Linked DNA regions of Mus musculus: regions 2 and 3 are each linked to region 1. The links are chromatin contacts, called in public promoter capture Hi-C maps. All regions are on one chromosome and are shown on one strand. The core of a region is the stretch at or near the end of the contact, and the rest is flanking DNA. Distances in the headings are between cores, read along the strand shown.

Region 1 (2,939 bases), core at 15-2,514:
AATAAGTCTAGTTCTATGTATTCAGGCATGTTTTCTGGTTTTGTCTGTCACCCTTTTTAACACAGACACTGACTAAGGGAGTTCATTTGTCTTTGGAAGCAGTTCCCTTAAAGGTGTGGGTGGAGAGGGTCATTTCCATGTGATGTAACCAGGGTTCCCCAGCCTGCTCACTGTTGACTGAAATCAATGGTGCAGTGTGTGTGACGGGCTGTGTAACGGTGGCAGTGGATGCTGTACACTAGATGCCAGCGACCCCCTTGTGCTGAAAACCAAACCTGTCCCATGCCATTGCTAATAAACGCCCTGGGGTAAAACTACCTTAGGCTGAGAAGCAGTAGGAATAGTAGAAAGAGGACCATCATTCTCTTGCTTTCAGCTGTGGGGTCTTTGTCATGGGACCTATGCACCTCCCTTCTTCACCTGAAAATGGAAACCAACACCCCACCTTCTGCTTTTACTGTGAGGACCTTGGGAGATGACACGTGGCAAAGCCTCATGGCTTAGAAAAAAAGTGAAGTGAGTGTGGCTTTCTGCCTCGCTGTGTAGCTGAGAGACTCAGCTTTCCCTCTAAGCCAGGGAATGGTACCTACACTAGAACCCTCAGGACCCAAAGTGAGTGTAAGGTTACAGTGTAAAAGACAGAATACTATACACCACCATTCTCATTAGAAAGGCTATTAGCAAAAACGGGGAAGGATGCTGGGAAGATGACTGAGTGGGTAAAGTGTTTGCTGAGTAAGCACGAAGACCCAGGTTTGAATCCCTAACACCCATGCAGAGAGCCAGCCACAGCAGCCAGCTCCTGTAACCTCAGCAGTGGGAGACAGAGACAAGGTTATCCTGGGGACTTGGCTGGCCAGTCATCACAAAGATCCAGCTTCTGTGATAGACCCTACCTCAAAAAAATAAGAGGAAAAATACTTGGCAGTGACCTCTGACCTCCAAACACATTTTCAGGGATGACTGTAACACACACACACACACACACACACACACACACACACACACACACACAGAGGGGAGGGGGAAGGGGAAGGGAGGCTGTGCTCTTCTAGTCGAATTACTTCCTGTTATCTATAGCACCTTTACAACGCTCTGCATTTGAAGAAAATCATACAGTGAACATTTTCAACAGGGCTCTCATTTTACAGGCCAGGAACCTGAGGGTCCAAAGGACAATTTGCCTAAGTCTGATAGAGCCACCGTGAGTCAGTCAGAAGTCAAGGGCAGGCAATTCATAGATCTTTGACAGGTTATCCTGGTAATGTGGACAGAAAGACTCAGCAAATAGACCTTGGTCAGTGGTCTGAAGTCATTTTAGAGGCCTTCAGACATGGCAGGCAAGCATTGGCTGGAGCCGAGGTCAAATGACATCACTTACTGGAAGGTCAGGAAATTGGGCCCATTGTTAGGACATGAGTATGGAATTGGGCTGCCAGGGTCCTGGTTAAAGAAGACTCTTATTTCCAGGCAAGGCCAGCCCCACAGGGCAGCTTCCCCTTAACCTTGAAGCAGGCTCAACTCAAGTCTCTCCCCTGCCCTCATGACCCTCAGGAAATGCTTCTGAGGAGGGCTGGCTGCTTTTAGGAAGACAGAAGGATAGAGAAAATAGGATCTTAGAATTTTAGAGCTTAAAACTTACTATCAGTGATCTTATTCCATTTTATAGCTAAGTAAACAGAGTCAGGCAAGGACTGAAGCAGCTTGTATATGTATGTATAACTAACACATACTTAACACAAAGCATATAAAACAAAATAAAACAATATGACCCATGGATTCGCTTAATCTAAGTACCTGCTATAAATAATGATGCTGACATCATTTCTACTTTGGATGTTAAATTATTTTAACTGGCATGCTTTCTCTCTCTCTCTCTCTCTCTCTCTCTCTCTCTCTCTCTCTCTCTCTCTCTCTCAAAGCATAAAACTAGCTTCATGATTCAGTGTATTGATTCCTCAGAGCGATACACTTCTCAGAGAGAGGTGAGGGTTGTGAAGCAATAAGGATGTTAAGGAGTTCATGGGACATAGCTGTCTTTTGCTTTCGACAGGCTTCTATGCTGGTCCCTTAGTAGTGTGGATTTGTCTCTGCATCTAAGATTTCCTGCATATACCCTCTCTAATTTTATAACCTATCACTCTTTGTTATGTTACATACCCGGGCTGAAAGTGAAGAAACTGGCCCAGGTTTCACCCAGAAGGGTGAATGAACCGAGATCCAAACTCCTCCCCTTTCTTGCCGTCCCAGCCCCAAGCTTGTTGTTCCAAAGAGTTTCGGTCTTCAAACTTTGACCCCACCTTCCCCTTGGTACTGTTGATCAAAACAAACACAAAGTTCCCATCTTAACTATGAAAGCACGTGTGTCTGTCTGTGTGTGTGTGTGTGTGTGTGTGTGTGTATTCTCCTAATACCAATTTTATAGTTTTTGCCCAAATCACTAATAGCTTGAATGATAGCAATTTTCAGACCCTGTGTGAATTACAGGTGCGTGAAAGTGGTCCCTTACTTACTGGAGAAGAAATAAAATCAAGGTTAATCCACCTGACCTTTTTTTCTTAGTAGAAAGCAGTGTGTTAAAATAGAGTTTCAGGTTTAGGTGTTTTAGAAATATCTACTGGTTTAAATAGATAGTATCTCTATGCTTACATACATGTAAAAATGGGCACAAATATGGTGACAATAGTTAGGAGAGCAATAATATTTTTCTTAAAAGTTTCAAACAAACAGCTGTTTTTAAAAGGACTATCCTGTATATTAACAAACGTAGCTTGGCAGCTAGAATAATCCAGTTTGTGAGGTTAGGAACAAAGCCAGTTTCTTTTTCAACTTTGTTGACATGTCATGTCAGAGGATCCTATAAATTCCACTGACCTGGCAATATTGCCACAAAACCACCCTGCCCTGAGACTAAGAATCAGTTCTAAGGAAAGTGCTAG
Region 2 (2,937 bases), core at 181-2,680, 53 kb after region 1:
GATCTCTCTGCCTTAACGCGAAATTTGCCTCTTCACTGAACTGTCTTGTTTGATAAGTTCATCAAACATCAAGACCCTGTTCGTTTTCAGAAAGGATTACGATGATAAGCTTTTATAATTGAGAGTATCTCAGCTGAGATTTTCTTCACCACCGACCTCTTGCCTGGGTCTTCTAATTATTATTAGCGATGGATTTTATGATGTTCTAAAACTGTATTTGTTTTAAATACAAGCTACAGATTATCTGCTTATAAAACACGTCTCCCCTTCTGAACTGTTACTTAAAGGGACTCTCTCTTACTGTGGTATTTAATCCAGTGGTTCTCAACCTTCCTAGCGCTGTGCCCCTTTAAGACAGTTCCTTACATTGTGGTGACCCCCACTGAAAAAAAAATTGTTTCTACTTCGTAATTGTAATTTTGCTACAGTTATAAATCATAAGGTTAATCTCTGACATGCAGGATATCTAATATGCATCCCCTGTGAAAGGGTCATTTAACCCTTACAAAGGGGTCAGGACCCACAGGTTGAGAACCACTGATTTGAGCACTAATGATTCAAAATTAAATCAACGAATAAGAATTTGACTAAAATAACTTTATTTTAAGCCTCCAATGTTTGAAAGGCAGAGAATGCTTAAAATAAAGTCCCAAAGGTTAGATAAAGGTTCTGCTTAAGTACAATAAAATATTCAACAATGAAATATAAATATCTGAAGGCAGGTTGGAAATCTCAGGAAAATAGAAGAGCCAAAAATGCAAGACACAGGAGAATGTTGCCTCTGCTGTCTCCTCAAAACAAAGGTTTAGAATGATGTGGCCACGTCTCTCTACAATGTCTTGCTCTTACCCACAAAAATATTTACATATATTACCTAAATATATCCCCCCAACCAGTGTAAGTGGGATTTCTTTTTTACCATTTTCTCTTAACTGTCTCACATTGCTTGAGAAAAATTCGACTTATTAAATGCCTACTATATACAGAGGACATTTGAAATCCAGGATTGTATTACATCTGCATCTTCTGTTATAGAAGAGGTGCTATGAGGCTCCATCTACAGGCAGGAAAACTGGGAAATCAGAGAGATTAAACACTGTGGTCTGCGTTACCCCACTGCTGAGTGGAAATTGATAGCTGGCTGATCTCGTTATTACTAACTGGCTTCTCCTCTGCTCCACTCCTCCGCTGGATTAGTAACAATATGAAAAGAGATTCTCTTCCATGCCACCACAGCCCACTGCCAACATCACCATGTCTTAGATTCCCCAGCAGAAGACCTCAGTTTTGTAAGGATCCAAAGCCCACTTACTGGTTCACCTTCTCTTGTGCAGTTACCCCAGGGTGCCATGCCACCAAAGACAAGCCAAAGAAAGCAACCACAAACATCTCATCCAGAAGTCACCAACTAGTGTCTATGTAAAAGACGAGAAGAGCCTACCTTAGAAGCCATAGATATATCCAGGCTGGGACCCAAATTGTCTACCGGATGTTTAAAATGGTCAAAAGTCCCCCAGTTCCCATTCAATGTGATTAACTAGTAACCAAGGTATTGATTAGCCAAACGCCTTCAAAATGGCCCCAAGCCCTTTAGCCCTTTTAAAAAATTATCCACATGGCTAAGGAAAGGTGATGTTTAACTAAAATCAGTTCAGTGAAGAGTTTTGTTTTCAGAGAGATGCAGGTGCTGTTGCAGGCATCCTGGTGTCTTGTAGTGGCTCCTGGAGCTTCTACAGTCAAATGAGTCTGTTGTTGAAGAGAGTAGCAAGGCATAAGGCTCATTTGGTACAGAAGTTCAGATGCAAGCATCCAGGAAGGTACAGGCATGCTGACAGTTACATAAAGGTTTTGCCATGGCTCTCCAAACATCTGGAGCCTGGAAATGCATGTGACTCACTGGACTTTCTACTTTCAATACAAACACTGAGTATCATTAAGATTCAGCCTATTTATGTCTCAAGGGGACCAGATGTCTTAAATATACATCTTCAGAAACTCTCTCTGGAATTATAATGCCAATCATAGCCAACACATCTGCACTGAAGATGCCATACCTGGATATAATCCCCCACTCCCGCAGACATAAAGTAAATCAAGTAACTAGAGATGGACAGAAAATAGATGAGTAAATAGCCAAGAGTCGTTAAATACTACTCTATGCGATAGGTGCTTCGTATGTCTCTTTGTATTTAATCTTCAATCAAGAAGTCTGCCACGTGAAAATTACTAAGTCCATATTGCCACGGATGAAGTGAGAGCTCAGATCAGTGCTGAGCTAACTAGCTCAAGGGTGTACAGCTGCCTGGCTATGCCTGGAGCGGTGCAGCTTTGCCTTAGTGGGATTAGCCGGTTGCATCATTACTGATCTCAATGGGGAGACACACTGACCAGCTTGGGCGCCTGAGATTCTGATTCGTGTGTGGAAACCTCAGAAAGCCATCAAGCAGCAGCTCCCTTCCTCTCCTCAGAGGTGTAGGCAGATGTGAGCGCCTGTTCTGAAAGCTGGAGGGGTCCTAAGACTGTCTCTCTGCTTCCCACTTCTCTCCAGTTTTGATTCCTAGGTCGTCTTCGCCTCAGTTTTCCCCTGCGTATACATCATTTGAAAACTTTCTTGTCTTCTTCTCCCACAAGAAACTAAGTTGGTCTTTTCTGTGCTGTGACTGCAGATATAGGGATGGGGATGTTACATCTGGACACCCTTGAACTGCTCAAGGTAGTGTATCTGGACCTCACCTTTCTCCTAACTCCTGACATCCAATGTATGACAAAGTTCCTATCTCAGACATGCAGAGTCCCCTGAGACTGGAACTCAGGGTCCCCAACCATTTCCATAGATTCCTTCATGGGGAACAGACCTCCCCCAGCACTGTCTTCTCCAGCAGGGGTGACATTACCCTCCAAAGACCACTTGACAATGCCCAAGGATGCTTATGATGG
Region 3 (3,118 bases), core at 583-3,082, 58 kb before region 1:
CCATCTCTCCCAGCCTCTGCCCTTTAAAGAGTTGCAGGTTGGTTTGTTGACATTGTTTGGCGAGTATAATTTGTGATTTGATTTTAGATTTGATTCTTGCTTCACTATGCTTCCAGTATTCACATCCTACCTTAGCTTTGCACAGTGCTCCATCTTTCCTCAGCCTGGTGCTCTTTGCCACTGTCTGCAGGTTGGAATCGGGACCACAGGTCCACAGGACCACAGGCCCACAGGACCACAGTCTAGGTAGGACTCAAATGTGTAAATGCCCACCTCACGTCTGGTCATAAACTATCTGACAGGTGCTTTTTTTTTCCTTCCCTCCCTTCCTCCCTCCTTCCTTCGAATGTCCTGTGTGTACAACATATGTATGCAGAGGTCAGAGGAGGATATTGGGTACTCTCCCCTATCATTCTCTATTGTAGTCCTTCAAGACTGGGTCCCCTAGTCCTGAAGATTGTGCTCACTACAGGTGCTTGTGACCAGACTGAGTGGGGTTTTGTTTTGGGGTTTCTTTTAAACATGGGTACTGAAGGTCTGAGCTTAGTCTTCCTGTTTGCACGTGTGTTATTACATACTAAGCCATCTCCCAGGTCTATAAGAAGCATTTGTAGATGTTTTAAGGAAAGTAGCTGAGTAGATTATGTTATTTCTAGAGTACTTCTACCTGGTCTTTAAGTTGACTGAACGGGGAGGCATAGCAGGTTACCTCAGAGCCATCCTGAGCAACAGAAAGCTATAGATGGGGATGCCTAGCCTAGGCACAAATAGTGGGGTGACGGTGGTAAATGATACCTGCCTTGGCTGTGCTCAGCCCTAGAGAAGTAATCGGGGTTTCTATAACCTGGAAAGCGAGGAAAGTGGTAGGTGATGAGTCTGCTAGCTACTTAGGTATATTACCTGTGGCTCTCAACAGTCTCCAGCAAATATTAGAGACAAATGTTGGATTGGCCTGAACCAATGCCTGCTAAACGTTACTTCCTAATTGCCCCATAAATAAGACACCATAGAAGTTGTGTCAATGCCCCAATACATATTTGGATGTTTTCTTAAAATTACAGTTTTTACAACATCTCCTTGCATGACATTGGCACATTTAGTATCTCACCTAATTCTTCCAGCTCTGAGACACTTGGTCAAGAGGAAACAGAGAATGTCAGCTGTATACAGAGCATACACGGTACCTGGCTGGCAGTGTTCAACGTGTTCTGAAGAGTTAAATTTACTGATGTTTTTATGTTTTATTAACATATACTAATCATGATAATAATGGCTTTCATTGTGACATGTTCATGTGTATTTTGAATATATCTCCTATCCCCCCTCTCCCCTCCACTGACCCCTGCAGCACAACCCTGGGAGACAGGCACTGTTGTCATCTGTTTTGTAGAGAGGGTAGTATGTGTTCTGGTTACACAGCTGAGAATTACATAGAAAGAATTAGGGAAAGCATATAGAAAGAACCCAACGGCAGGTAGCTGGGCTCTGGAACCCTCTCAGAGTTCCTACAAACCTAGGACTTAGACACCACAGTCCCATCTGTCTTCAGGCCTTGCAGCCCCTGTACTGAGAACAGAACATGAGTCTGTGTAGCCAGCATGTGCCTGCACTCACTACTTTACCTGTATTAACCCTCTAACCCTGAGCATTTGGGGGAGAGGGGGGGATTGGTATGTGGCTTTCCGAAGTACTCAGGTAAGGCTGCTTCCATGGAATCACAGTTCTCACTGTCCTAGGTGTGCGGTATCACAAGTGAGTACATTCGTGCTGTGCAAAGCTGAGGTTCCAGGTACAAGCGCCTGTTTGCTTTGCTGACCTGTTTGCTCTATGTCAACAGAACTGAGAGCAGCAAGAGCGAGCAGGCTATTTCAACCATCCTCGAATCACACTGGATCTCCCGCTACACAGAAAATATGAAGATAGGGGCTCAGGTTTGGAGGGCACTGGCAAAGTCGTGTCTCCTCTGTGCTACTCTGGGATGTCTCCATTTCCCTGGTTCCAGGTAAGTGGTGGGTACAAATGATTCCCTGATCGGTCACGTGGCAGAAAGCCACATAATGCTGACCAACTCTGCCACATGCCTGTGGGCAGAGGAACGTCTCTGAAAGTGATTTGCATGTGTCTGGCAAAATAAGATCAACAATTCCTTCTGAACTATCATGGACCCAAGTGCCTGGCTTCAACAAGAGTGTCTGTTACAGAACTGGCATGGTTTAATATATTCTGTCGCTCTGTGAAGAGTAGGATACAAGTTCTATAGCTGAACAAAGCTTTGGTCTGATTCTCTGTGCAAAAGAAGGTTTATTATATATGAAAATGAGCCCGTTTATGTGAATGATCTTAATAATGGCATTGTGCTGCTCTACCTGCTCAACAGCCCAATATATCTAGGGTGAGGGAGTGAGTGGGTCTCTCAAACTCCCACTTTCTCTCTTCCTTTCTTTTCCCTTCCCCCTTTCTCACAAATATTTGTTCCCAAAGAGGAAAAAAAAATCAAGATTTATTTCATCAAAGTTTTCATTCACAAGAAGTGAAGCAGCTAAAGAAAATAACCTTAGTCTGGGTTCAAACTTGAGTTCCAAAGACAGATGTGGCAGAGAAAGCAATCTGGAGACCTTCCTTGTGCCAGAGCAGTTCCCACTGTGAGATGTGGAAGGACTCAGGTACCTGGATGCTCGTGAGCACTTGTGTAGAAAGAAAGAGGTACAGCTGTTCTCTCTGCTCAGACTGCTCCCCGGTAGTAACCTCTCATTCATGTGAGCAGCACCAGGGTTCACGCGCCTCCTGTCCTGAGCTCTGCACCATGCTATTCGGCCTCCTTGAGAACCTTCCCCAGGACCGGGATTCTGAGTCTTTACCACCCACAGACTCTCCTTTAGAACCAACAAGACCCTCGACTTGGTGAAGAGACTGTCTGTACATGCTTCCCATGCATTTCCTTCTGGGCACAGAGGACTCTGCAGTACCCAGTGAATTGTGCCTGGAGGGAAGGGCTCAGACATCGCTCTCAGAAGCAGCATCATACCCCTGTCCACAAGTCCCTTGATTGCCTCAGAGGATACAGAGCTGAACAAGCCCAAACTCATATTCTCAGGGAGCGTGGCTATGTGGGGGGCAA

The links. Promoter capture Hi-C pulls out the DNA fragments that hold promoters and counts their contacts.
Region 2: a promoter capture Hi-C map of liver shows a contact between it and region 1, with 2.0 times the contacts expected there. The contact joins the promoter of C8a here to the enhancer-like site in region 1. A contact is called at or near these places in 5 of 39 promoter capture datasets (the 3T3-L1 cell line, the HPC-7 cell line, liver and 1 more), 5 of 484 Hi-C or Micro-C datasets (all in liver), 1 of 115 datasets of contacts at active chromatin or transcription factors (liver) and 3 of 9 other capture datasets (adipose tissue, liver and pancreatic islet).
Region 3: a promoter capture Hi-C map of liver shows a contact between it and region 1, with 2.2 times the contacts expected there. The contact joins the promoter of C8b here to the enhancer-like site in region 1. A contact is called at or near these places in 3 of 39 promoter capture datasets (liver and macrophages), 6 of 484 Hi-C or Micro-C datasets (liver and nephron progenitors), 1 of 115 datasets of contacts at active chromatin or transcription factors (embryonic stem cells) and 1 of 9 other capture datasets (liver).

The regions. Positions count from the first base shown.
Region 1 is chr4:104,822,592-104,825,530 of GRCm38.p6, forward strand. All of the region lies in intron 9 of C8a (complement component 8, alpha polypeptide), which reads right to left. Among named protein-coding and RNA genes, the nearest start is that of C8a, 52 kb to the right of the region's middle. Within about 2 kb of position 1,265, at least 8 of the 459 cell types and tissues checked have an H3K27ac peak or open chromatin away from gene starts, as enhancers often do. A contact at or near this core is called in liver, where this site is marked.
Region 2 is chr4:104,874,968-104,877,904 of GRCm38.p6, forward strand. It overlaps C8a (complement component 8, alpha polypeptide), which reads right to left and starts at 1,431. Exons shown (of 11, transcript NM_146148.2): 1 at 1,313-1,431. The coding sequence starts at 1,389. It also overlaps a transcript of Fyb2 not described here.
Region 3 is chr4:104,764,485-104,767,602 of GRCm38.p6, forward strand. It overlaps C8b (complement component 8, beta polypeptide), which reads left to right and starts at 1,833. Exons shown (of 12, transcript NM_133882.2): 1 at 1,833-2,002. The coding sequence starts at 1,914.